Linked DNA regions of Mus musculus: regions 1 and 3 are each linked to region 2. A link is a contact called in public HiChIP or PLAC-seq and promoter capture Hi-C data. All regions are on one chromosome and are shown on one strand. Each heading gives the region's core, a stretch centred on a gene start, on an enhancer-like site or on the middle of the called end of the contact. The rest is flanking DNA. Distances are from core to core; before and after follow the strand shown. Region 1 overlaps Slc44a1 (solute carrier family 44, member 1). Region 2 holds the start of Nipsnap3b (nipsnap homolog 3B). Region 3 overlaps Slc44a1 (solute carrier family 44, member 1).

Region 1 (3,828 bases), core at 1,268-3,767, 450 kb before region 2:
TCCTGATTCCATGTGAACTGGAGGGAGCTATATTTGTACAGCTATCACATCAGACAGAAGAAAGCCAAAGTGCCCCGTCAAAGTGCTAAGGAAACCTGACAAATAGCCATGCCCTTCAAAGATTTATCTTAATTTCCAAGTATGAATCTTTGTGTGGGTGTGTACAGGTGATGGAGCCCATGGAGGCACAGGAGACATCAGGTCCCCTTGGCACTGGAGTTAGGAGGCTGTTATGAGCCACCTGACACTGGGTGCTGGGAACTGAACTCAGGTCTTCAACAAGAGCGGTGCATGCTCTTAACCACTGAACCACCTTTACAGCTCCCATGTTGTTTGGTTGGTTTGGTTTGGGTTTTTTTTAAATCCTAAGTTAGATTTACCAACTAAAGCGCTGATTTTCTTAGAATCGTCCTACTCTCCTTTATTTGATTTCATCTAGTCAGGCAGTCTGCTCCCTGTTCTCTGGCTGCCCCCAAGTTAACAAGCAATGTGTGCAACAAAACCTGAGGGCTACTGGATAATGGAACTGTATAATAGAAGTTACTACCTATACAGTGACTCTGGAGTGAGACAGAGTAAGTTGTTAACCTTATTATCACATGAGGTGGGGTCATGAAGGACTTCATTTGATTGGATTTTATTTAAAACACTATTTACCAATTAAAAGTAAATAATTCTAAGCCAGGAGGTGATATCACACACCCCAAGTTAAAGGACAAACTGGGCTACAGAGGGAGTCCCAGGGCAGCCAGGGCCATCCAGAGAAACCCTGTCATGGGAAAACAAAACAAAACAAACCAATCAACCCAAAACAAAACTATTTATCAATCACAAGTACGTAATTCTGAGTCAGGTGGTGGTGGTGCACGACTTTAATCTTAGAGTTTGGGAGGCAGAGGCAGGCAAATCTCTGAATTAGAGGCCAGCCTGGTCTACAGAGTGAGTTCCAGGTCAGCCAGGACTACACAGAGAAACCCTGGGGAAAGGGGATATTAACTAATTTGGCTTTGTCTTCATGCTGGCCTCACAGATAAGATTTTTCTAGTGTGTAGTTAGTTAAGTCTTTAATAAATTAGCATTCAGGGTGGACACACGGACTTTCTGATGCTGTTTGCATATGCTGACAGACAGATGCATACTTAGTGTATTAGTAAAATCATGAGGCTCAAATGCCCAGGGAAATCGATAAGTCAGTGATACTTGGTCAAGCCTGTTGACAGCCTTAGGTGCCTTGCATAGTAAACCTGAAACCTCATCTAATAGAGTTCAAACTCTATGTGTGGCCAGGAAGCACGTGTCCCAGGACAGCTATGAATAAATCGCAACACGAGCGTGTAAGCTTACTTAAAACATTATGGCGTCTTTATGTGCACAGATATTGTTTTGTAACTTAACTGTGCAGTCCTCAGATGTGAACCTTATGGTTGACAATGGTTTCAATGTTTCAATGCCAAAAGGCTGGGCCTGCCTGCCTGAAAGAAGAGGCTACTGCAGAGGGCTTCTGTGCAACTGCTGGAGAATGTGGTACCCGCATATAGGCAGTTTCTCCATCATCAACATCCAACGCACAGCCTCACCCTTAAAGACGGAAGCCCTGAGAACACATTAGGAGTGCGTTCTGAACCTATTTGCACCGCTATCCTCTCCTCACAGATGCTCCCAAGTCAGGGTGAAGGTACTAAAGGGTACCCTGACTTTGAGCAATTCTTCATCACCAGACAACCCAGCTGGCCCCCAGTTACCCCAAAGATGACTAATCAGTCAAGGGACTACAAATGTGAGGGTGACACATTGTCCCAAAACCTTTACACCCCTTTTAGTGTTAAATTTGAACTACCAAAGACTCAAAAGCCAACAGATTACTCAAGGTAAAGAAGAGAACAACGGAAACTCTAAGATCAAACACCAGTATGAGACGACAACTCCTAGTTCTGAGAGTCAATGGTCTCAGCAGCATAAATGCTTCCAGGAGAACACACGCTCACATCACAAGCTCTGTAAGACAAACCAGCTAGAGAGATCTAGAAAGTGATTAAAGGCCAGAAGAAAAGTCTAGAAATTCCCAAGTAAGTAAGGAATAACACTGAGGCATCCACTTAATAGCCCTGTAAATGACTGGCACTAATTCTGTTATTAAGGGGGTAGGGGTGGGGCAACAGATCAAACTACAGTAAATAAGTGCTTTAAAAATGCAAGCAGCTGGCCGGGCGTGGTGACGCACTCCTTTAATCCCAGCACTCAGGAGGCAGAGGCAGGCGGATTTCTGAGTTTGAGGCCAGCCTGGTCTACAGAGTGAGTTCCAGGACAGCCAGGGCTAAACAGAGAAAACTCTGTCTCGAAAAAATCAAAACAAAACAACAAAAAAACAAGCAGCTATCAATCTCCATAACTAGTCATTAACATGCCCCACCCCTAAGAAGCCATTTTTGACTGTCACCAAAACTAGTAAGTCTCAGACCTGGTACTGACTAGTTTATACCCTATTCAGGAAGCCAGCCCCACCCCACCCCACCACCCCACCCCCCAGGGTACACTCAGGCCTCTCTGTGTCCATTACAAGCCCTGTTCTGTTTTAAGACCTATCTCCATTAGTCCCTTAAAAGCAACTACCAAAGTAATAATTCCCTGGAACAGCCATCAAACAACTACAGGGCTTCTAGCAGTATCACACCCAGCTTGCAAATAAATTCTACAGAAATCCAATTGAAGCCTAGTTCCTACAATGAAAGGTAAACTCAAAGGGAAAGGAAAACAAACAAACAAACAAACCAGCCAGGCAGTGGTGGCACACAATGCAGAAATAGACAGATCTCTGAGTTCAAGGCCAGCCTGGTGTACAGAGCTAGTTCCAGGACAGCCAGGGCTACACAGAGAAAACCTATAAAAAAAAAAAATAAATCCTGCCTCCACAACCTGAGTGCTGGAGTAACAGGTGTGAGCCACCACATCTGACTGTTCTGGTTTTTTAATTCCTTTGGACAAATCCCAACAGGATCACATGCAGTGACTCACTTTACCATCCCATTTGTTATGTAAAAATAAAGTTCTGCATAGTCAAGTCAGGCTGACTTCAGATTTTCTTTCCCTCGCTGCTTTTAAGTCCCTTGACTATTTGAAATTGTCTCTACCTGCTATCTATTTCTTAGGATTTACTGTGATTCACATTTTAAGTTATCCAAAGCTTTTAACTAAATCTAATAACTAATAAATGGTTTGTTGATTCACAATGACTCCTTTAATAAACAACTTCTTACTTAACTACACATGCAGACTACTGTGTTCCACAGAACTTATTAATAAATGTAGTTGATTTTGTTTCCTAACTCACCGCTTACAGTCATTCTTCTTGTTTTTGGCTTTATGGCTTACTGCACTAATTAATCTTCTAGAACAATGTTAATGGTGATAATAATCTCAGTATAAATGTCTAACGTAAACTAAGTCCTCACTGTCAAAGACATTAAGTTACCTAACAAGTGAGTCTTGTTAAAGATGTAGCAATGGGTTTTATTTAAATACGTTAAGGTTTTTTGACATTTTATTTAATGTTATGTGTATGCGTGTTTGAGAGACTGTCTGTGTACCATGTGTGTGCACTGCCTGTAGAGACCAACAGAGAGCATGAGATTCTAAGGACTGGCACTCCAGATAGTTATAAGCTGCCATTGTGAATGCTGGGAATTAAAATGTCCTCTGAAAGAGCAGCCAGTGCTCCAAACAGTTGAGCCATTTTCATCCCCAACGCAACACTATTTGTATATGTGTGATTTTTTTAAAATTGCTTTTAAAACAGATGTTGGGCTTTTTTTCCACATTTGTTTTATTTTT
Region 2 (3,780 bases), core at 1,184-3,683:
GTTTCTATATAGTCAAACCTGGAATTGGTGACTATTGTCTGGAAACCTGGAATGGAAATGGCTGTACTTTCCCCCAAACTGTACTGTGTTAAATATGCTTACAAGGAACTGCCTGGCATTAGAATCCCCAGGGTCTAATCCAGGTCGACAATGTCAATCTGAACCAAGTTCTTATTCTCATTTCTTTGCAGGTTCACTGTTATGCCTGGACATCTGCAGGAGTCTCCTCAGTTTGAAAAGAAAGATGCAATTCAAAGTAGGGCATTTAATGCACCCAAGTGTATCAGGTTGATGGAAATATCCTTTAACAGCCATATGCTTTGTATGAAAATCTTCATGTTGTAGTTTAATAACTGCTAGAAAGCACCCTACCACTGATGACCCTGTGTATGGTTACACACATACATACACACACACACACACACACACACACACACACACACACACACACACACGGCATTCTTGTTTATAGCACCTTCCTAACTGGGTTGAGTTAGCATGGATCCACTTTCTGAAAGTGATTAAATGAGAAGAATATTCAAAACCACTTTGGAAAGTAAAGCTATGACAAAATTAGTGCTTACCTTGTTCATCTGTAGGACTAATGAAAGCAAAATGCCTTAACTCTATTTTTGTCTAGAAGACATAATAATATATGATTTTTTTCCTGTGTACAGGGTTAATATAATCACCCAAGTATCTCATTTCATTCACAATTATTATGAGTTATGTTTCTATTGTCTCAAATAACTAAGCTTCCTATAAAACACACTGCAGGTGTTCCTGGGTGTGGCAGGAATGCTTTTTTTTTGTTTATAATCACACTCTAAATAACTGCTTCATACTTGTAGTTTAAAATATATAATAAAAGCTGGAGAGTTGGCTCAGTGGTTGACTGCACTTGTTGCTCTTGCAGAACCCAGGTTCCACTTCCAGTACCCATTCAGGCTCTCAATGGTTTGTAACTCCAGTCCCAGAGAAGCCATTGTCTTCTGACCTCCTCAAACACCAGGCATGTACACGGTGCACAAACACAGAAAAATAATCTAAACTTGTAAAAACTTACCAGATCAAAAAGGAAACATGGCAGACTTATAACAATCTTTTAGAATGATTCGAGGAATTTGTATTGATAGAACAGAAATAAATTATTGATCAAAGATACTTTTACTATAATCTTTCACACAGAAAATATGCATTAAAGAAATCTGTATTGAAAGGTGTTTGTTAAGGGGTGAGGTAATTTTCTGTTGCAGGGCTGGGACAAACAGTGCCAGGGTAGAAATCTGCTTGCTCCTATCTCCAAATTAGAGCTTTTTGTCAACCATACTAGGAAGACAGAGAGGACAGCGGCCATATGAATACTATGCTCTTTAGTGTTCGACACAAAGTCTGTCTCTAGACAGCTCTTAATGCTCTTCCTAAACAAAGTAAGTCAAGAACTTCGGTGTTCAAGTCACAAATAGCCCTGGGTCAACAGCTGAGGCTGGTAGGTGTCCTCCTTTTTATGAAAGTCCCATCTCAGGCACAACCAGTTTCAGCAGGCTCCAAAGCCATGCTCCCCTTAAGATCTCCAGACCCTGAGTTGCAGGGCGGGATGCTCCCAGGTTTACCCTGAACTCCATAAAGCCTGGCTTTTGAACCAGGCAGGAACTGTAAACCCTCAATGAGTGGCAGTCACGATGGTGATGACTGCAAGAACACAATGCTCAGGGCTTCGGGGACACCCGGTGTCAAGGAAAGGTCTCTGTCCATTGTCCAGGGAGGCAACCTGACAAGTGGGTTCACCCTGGACTCACGAAATATTGGGTACCGATTGAACCGGGCATTGGCTGGACCGACCAGGGGTCTACTCACGCTCCAGACCCCACCCACTTCACAGTGTTGCTGGTTCCTGCCCCACAAACCCACCTACCTCCGAAGGACAACTCTCACTGCAGACCCCGCCCACCTCCCGGCACTGCCCCTTAGAGCAAGGCCCCGCCCACCCCCGGCCTCCACTAGGCAGGCTCCGCCCAGTTCCCAGAATACGGCCCGTTCTCCGCACTGCAGACCCGCCCACCTCGCAGCGTCGTCATCACGCGCACCACGAACCCCGCCCACCTCCCAAGGCTGCTCGTGCCCGACACACGCCCCGCCCACCTCCCTAGGCTAAGCTCGCTCTCCCCACAGACCGCACCCACCTCCCTGATCCCCGTTTCTACACCACCTAAGGACAGTTCCACCTCCCTGCGCGGGATTCTCGCACGCCCCCGCGGCCCCTACCTGAGGCGTCAGAACCCGCGGGGCCAGCGCTGTCCTTAGGCCGCTTCGGAGCGCGAGCATGGTGCGGTCCTGAGCGCGCAGGAAGACCGCCGCCGGGCGCTCGGATACGCGCTCTCCTCGCTTCCTGGTGCGCGGGCCAACTTCGATTGGGTCCCTGCTGGACTGGGCGTGGCTCGGCGGCGTGGCTCCGCCCTTCCCCGCAGGCGCAAGAGGCTCAGAGGGTGCGGACACAAAGCAGTCCGCGGTTCTGTTCCCCATCCCGGGGCATTACCTCTTCTGTATGGTTCTAACACTCCAGAATGTAGGGCGTGGCGTGGATGCTTCTTGGGGTGGGGTGAACTTGTAGCAACCATCAGCGAGCCTTCTCCTGTATCACAGAGTATTCTGCATCCCCATTGCAACTCCAAACCCCATCCCCAGCATGGCCTGGGAGTCTCCGAACAAAGATGGGATAATTTTCCTGGAACCCAGAAGAGTGGGTCCGAGGGCCTGAGAGTCACAGGTGAAGATTGAAATAATTTTGTGTGATGCGAAAGCTGACCTCTGACGGCCTCTGATTTTTGGCCCTCAGAAAAACTTCAATTACAATTTATATTTTTCTAGCGCGTGTTTGTGTTCTCTGTGAAGCATATTCTAGGTTTCATGACTTTCCAACTAAGATTTAGAAACCATTTTTAAATACACTGCTTTCATTGGGTCCACTGTTCACAAACATTAAATAGCTAAATAATCGCAATGATTTCCCTGAAAATCGCCTCTTGGCCAATTTACTAATGTACACTAAGCTATATTATTTACTGGTCATCAGAGATTAAAACCGTTTTAGCGTCATAAACTTGGAAATCCTGTTAGCCTTTAAACTCCTAACGATTTTATGCTTAGCAAATACACATAGCTCTAAAAACAAGTTACACTGAACAAATATCATCAAACTATAGAGGTAAGTTATTGAAAAACAGGCGTGCTTCTTTAGGTATTAAATGGCAATTTAAGGTGTACGTAAGACATTCCAAGCGGTGGTGAACATGAAAGGGATTTTTGATGTATTTGCAACAACTTAACTAGAATATGACATCTATGCCTTTTATTAACTAAATCGTCACAAGTCCTGATAGTATTGTCCTTTGTTCCGTCCTTTTATGAACAATGAAGGTAAGATACAGCTTTTAGCATCCAAGTAGCCAGAAGCTTTGGGTGCAGTCAGTAGACTGCTTTGGAGTATGCACACACCTCTGGTCTACAGGGTAAGGTCTCAGAGAAACCTGGGACCAACGGCTAACAGGGCTGTCTTAACATTAAAAACACACACTGGCCTGGCTCCTTAGCACTTCTCATCCCAAATCCTTTAAACCACCCCAGCCCCGAGCTTCACTGCCCTCCCCCCACCTCCCCTTTCCTATAGAACCTCAGCTATCTTGGCTAGATGCTATCTTGTTTGGTTCTCCTCTTGGCTTCTCTCTTTGTCCCCTTGCCTTCTCTCTCCCGCCCCCTCATTTCTTCCCCCCTGTCTCTTCT
Region 3 (4,023 bases), core at 999-3,498, 500 kb before region 2:
ATCAGCAGGTGAGTAGTTTCCCTTTTGCAGTTTCATTTCACATGGATTCAGCTACCTGTGGCTGGGGAAACAGCCACAAAGTCAGGGACCAGCAAATGGAAATTTTCATAAATAGACAAATACATTTTGAGTCATTTTTATTATACTTATTGGTATGACTACTCAATTTCATGGTTAGTTGTTGTCAGTTTCTTACTGTATCTGATTTATTAGTTAAACTTTCTTCTAGGTATGTACTCATAAGAGAAAAAAATGGCTCCCGGCAATAGCACAATGAAATACAAATAAAAAAAATTAGTACAATCCACAGCCCCAAAGAACTGCACTGCCTCTTGGAATGCTTTCCATGAAGATAAGGGGAACTCATTTGCAGTTAACCGACAGCTTACAGAGGGTATTTTTCAGACATGGGATAAGAAGCAACAAAGTACTATCTATCTGTCTCACAGCCCATCCTAATTCCACTGTCACCAGCCTGTGTCAGGAATGAGGACGAGGCACAAGAATGTTGTAGAAGCTCAAATCTATTAATAACTTAGAAACAGCTTTGTTTAAGTTTCACATCCGTTATAGACCCTAGAATACCATGCGTGAGAATGGGGGGGAAGAAAAACAATGACAAGAATACTTTTCAGAAACTGAACAGCCTGGACACCTGCAGGCTCTGGCACACACAGTATGCACGGGGCATGCTCGGGTGGGTGGTGCAGAAAAGACACTGGCAAAGGGAACTGCCAAACACCCAGGTGAGCTTTGAACTTAAGAAAGTGTGATGGGGGCTGGAGAGATGGCTCAGCTGTTAAGGGCCAGGCTCAAAACAGACAAGGGCAATGGCGACAGGAGACAAACCACAAAGTGCTCAGACTGGCCTGCAGAGGAAGCTGTACAGAGACCGGTGGGGGAGGGGTTTAAGCACAGGCTCAGTTCAGGTGGGTTCTGGGGTTATTTGAAGAAGAAATGAAGCAAAATCTATTCTAACTTGGAAATCTGGAAATACCAAATTCTTTCCAGGAGGAAAGAAAGGTTAGAATACCCACAAAAAGCAGCGTGTCTGCACAGTACACAGGACATAGGCACCAAACATGAGAATGGGCAACAGGGAAGGCGCAAGCCATAAATCACAGGCGGTCAGGAAAAGGAAAAGAGCCACAGGAAAGGAGTAACTTGAAAAGCTGTGCTCAGAGTGAGATGATGAAACCCAGTTAGATGCTGCTACATGTTTAACGGTGGCTTGAACCTCTATTTGGCTTTTACTGTCCCCACCAAGAAGAGAAGAAGGTAGAGAAAATGAGATTTACCAAGGAGTTACTGTATCTCACAAAGCCTCAGAGGCTGTGTCCTCAGCATACTACAATTCAATAGCCCACGGAGGGATCCAGATGGTGGGTAACAATTGGAGATCGCATAGACGTAAAGTCTGACCCACAAATGTTATTCTCTCTGATCCTAACTGGAAAGACAGGGCACAGCCACCAGTGTCAGGTTGATGGCTGGCTGGTCCATCAGGTCTGTAGCAGAAGGAACTCTGACTACTTACAATGCAGTGGTTTACCTTTGTAGGGAACAGCACTCAAAGGATTAGCATTAGACAGGACTTAATTCACAAAAAAGCATCCCGTAATTCCACAAACATTGTTACATATTACTCCCAGGAAAGGCCCTTTCAGTGCAAAAATCTACAAAACACAAATTTTGAATGCAAATAACTCTCAGACTACAGAAAAAGAGGCAGGAGTACAACGAGTCATTTCAACCCCACGTGACGAGGTTGAGATGGCTGTAGAAGCTGTACAGATCTGCAAGGAGGAAAGAGGGTGAGAGAGAGCATGAGGGAGGGGGAGGAGGAGTCTAAGCTGCATTTTGAAATTGAGTAGGAATTTTCCAGACAGATGGGGAAGGGAGCACTCGGGCAGAGGAAACCGCATGCCTAAAAGCGCAGAAGCATGAAAGAGCATATTTAAGGAACTGCAAATGATCGGATAGGGCTGACTCTAGGGTGGAACATCAAAGAGATATGTGCCGAGGAGAAGTGTTTGGGGGGTGGGGGGGAGAGGTGGCTGTCCTGAGAATTCAGGGGATCTCACACTTTGCTCCATAAGGCAATGTGTAGCTACAAGGACACCTCACAGTAAGGCCCTGGTGTAAGCAGCTGATCAAACTGAAGGCCAGGGGGAAAAGCTGGGCACAGCAGTGCGGATCCAGAGATGAGCCCTTGCCATTAAATTGCCTCCTGCTGCCATGGCAACTCTGCAGTAAGGCTTTTTTGGAGCAAGAGGTGGCAAACAGATACCAGGTCTGCTGGCCGCCTCCTGCCGGATTTGGCTTCTCTCCTCTCTAATCAAGCACTGCGGCACTAAGGCTGAGAAGCTGGCAGCAAAGCCCCTCGGATGCTTCCGCTTTAGCGAGTCCTGACACATGTCTTCCCCAGAGGGGAATAAAAATGGAGTCTGATCATTTGTCCAATTATTACCTGGAATCAGTTTATAATGTACAGCCCCTTTCTATGGAGCACGTTGCCCTTAGTGAGTCACCAAAATAAAATACCCAGCAGCGATGCAGACCCTTCTGCTACTGCTAAATAACAGCAATGCAGGCCTTCTGCTGATTCTAAATGCAGGCTGCAGAGGATCTGTTCTCTACCCTCGGAAGAGTTCTGCCCAAAGAGACCTCTTCCTTCCATGGAGGAGGAGGAAAGACAAGGAAAGGCAAGTCCAGGCATCACACGGGGCCAGGATCCAAGTGTCCCAAGGAGGGCCATCTTATTTAACCCACAGAACTATGGGAAGTGCATACCCAAACCAAGCTAACTACAAACTAACCTAGCTAACTACAACAACACACCATTAATAAAACATGCTTGCCCCCCAACACTCTGGAACAACAGAATTAAGAGAGGCTGGCTGGGCACAGTGACTAAGAGTAGATTGTGATCTAGGGGGTTGTACGATGGTTGCAACAGTCTCCCTCTGCCCATAAGCACATGTACTTCTACAGCTTCAATATCTGTCCCTCAAGAGTCCATGTGCAAGGGTGGGGATGTAGCTCAGTGCTATAGCACTTGCTTAGCATGTATTCAAAGGTTCAATACCCGCTCAAGCAAAAAACACTAGAAAACAAAGACAAAAACAAAACAAAACAAAATAAAAACCAAAAACACACCTTGAGATTTGTCACTGTGGCAGCATTAGGAAGAGGGAGCTCTAAGCGGTGACCGTGCACTGCTGTCATGAACAGACTAGGGACAGCATCAGGAGACACAGGGGCTGAGACTGGAAAGTGCTAATCTGAGGTCAACCTAAACTAGGCTGTGAAACCCTGCCCCTCAACACACACACACAGAGACAGAGACAGAGAGAGGGGGAGAGAGAGAGAGAGGGAGAGAGAGAGAGAGAGAGAGAGAGAGAGAGAGAGAGAGAGAGAGAGAGAGAGAGAGAGAGAGAGAGAGAAAACCAGCCTTATTTGCTCCTCAGCACTTACATATGTGTTACTATCAATCTCCACCAGTAGCAATCAACTCTAGGAGAGCAGGGCTGGTTGACTATTGAATCTATTTCTATACCCTCAGTACCTAAATAATGCCTGCAATGAAAAAGGAATCCATTATCATTTATGGAATCACTAAAAAGATGACACTTGTGTAAATTTTGCCAGGTAAAAATGAGGTGGAAAGGAAGTAGGGGAGAAGATATTTAAGGTGAAAATATTGTTATTCAACATAAAAATTTTAAACATGCTCTCTGCCAGATACAGAATTAAGTAAACAATATAATTATAAATATGGCCATACTTGCTAGGCAGGCATGTGGCTCATGCTTCTAATCCCAGTACTTGGGAGGCTGGGCCAGATAGTCTTAAGTTAAGTTCAAGGGCAGCCTAGGCTATCTACAGAATTCAAAGCCAGCCAGGGCTTCCTAGCCAAGATCCTAGCTCAGAAACCAAACCAATAACCAAAGACAGTAAATACACAGTCTCCCTTCCCTGCCTTCATGGCACAGAGACACCGGAGCTGCAAGCAATGTAAAA

What was found. Promoter capture Hi-C pulls out the DNA fragments that hold promoters and counts their contacts. HiChIP or PLAC-seq counts read pairs in DNA pulled down with a chosen protein or histone mark.
Region 1: an H3K27ac HiChIP or PLAC-seq map of embryonic stem cells shows a contact between it and region 2, with 2.9 times the contacts expected there. The contact joins the enhancer-like site here to the promoter of Nipsnap3b in region 2. A contact is called at or near these places in 4 of 39 promoter capture datasets (the 3T3-L1 cell line, embryonic stem cells, hematopoietic stem and progenitor cells and 1 more), 2 of 484 Hi-C or Micro-C datasets (cortical neurons and embryonic stem cells) and 2 of 115 datasets of contacts at active chromatin or transcription factors (embryonic stem cells and extraembryonic endoderm stem cells).
Region 3: a promoter capture Hi-C map of pre-B cells shows a contact between it and region 2, with 1.9 times the contacts expected there. The contact joins the enhancer-like site here to the promoter of Nipsnap3b in region 2. A contact is called at or near these places in 3 of 39 promoter capture datasets (the C10 cell line, cranial neural crest and pre-B cells) and 1 of 9 other capture datasets (liver).

Annotation. Positions count from the first base shown.
Region 1 is chr4:53,465,225-53,469,052 of GRCm38.p6, reverse strand. The region is part of intron 1 of Slc44a1 (solute carrier family 44, member 1); the gene reads right to left. Among named protein-coding and RNA genes, the nearest start is that of Slc44a1, 27 kb to the right of the region's middle. Within about 2 kb of position 2,517, at least 9 of the 459 cell types and tissues checked have an H3K27ac peak or open chromatin away from gene starts, as enhancers often do. A contact at or near this core is called in embryonic stem cells, where this site is marked.
Region 2 is chr4:53,010,533-53,014,312 of GRCm38.p6, reverse strand. It overlaps Nipsnap3b (nipsnap homolog 3B), which reads right to left and starts at 2,433. Exons shown (of 6, transcript NM_025623.3): 1 at 2,266-2,433. The coding sequence starts at 2,325.
Region 3 is chr4:53,510,551-53,514,573 of GRCm38.p6, reverse strand. The region is part of intron 3 of Slc44a1 (solute carrier family 44, member 1); the gene reads right to left. Among named protein-coding and RNA genes, the nearest start is that of Slc44a1, 72 kb to the right of the region's middle. Within about 2 kb of position 2,248, at least 146 of the 459 cell types and tissues checked have an H3K27ac peak or open chromatin away from gene starts, as enhancers often do. A contact at or near this core is called in pre-B cells, where this site is marked.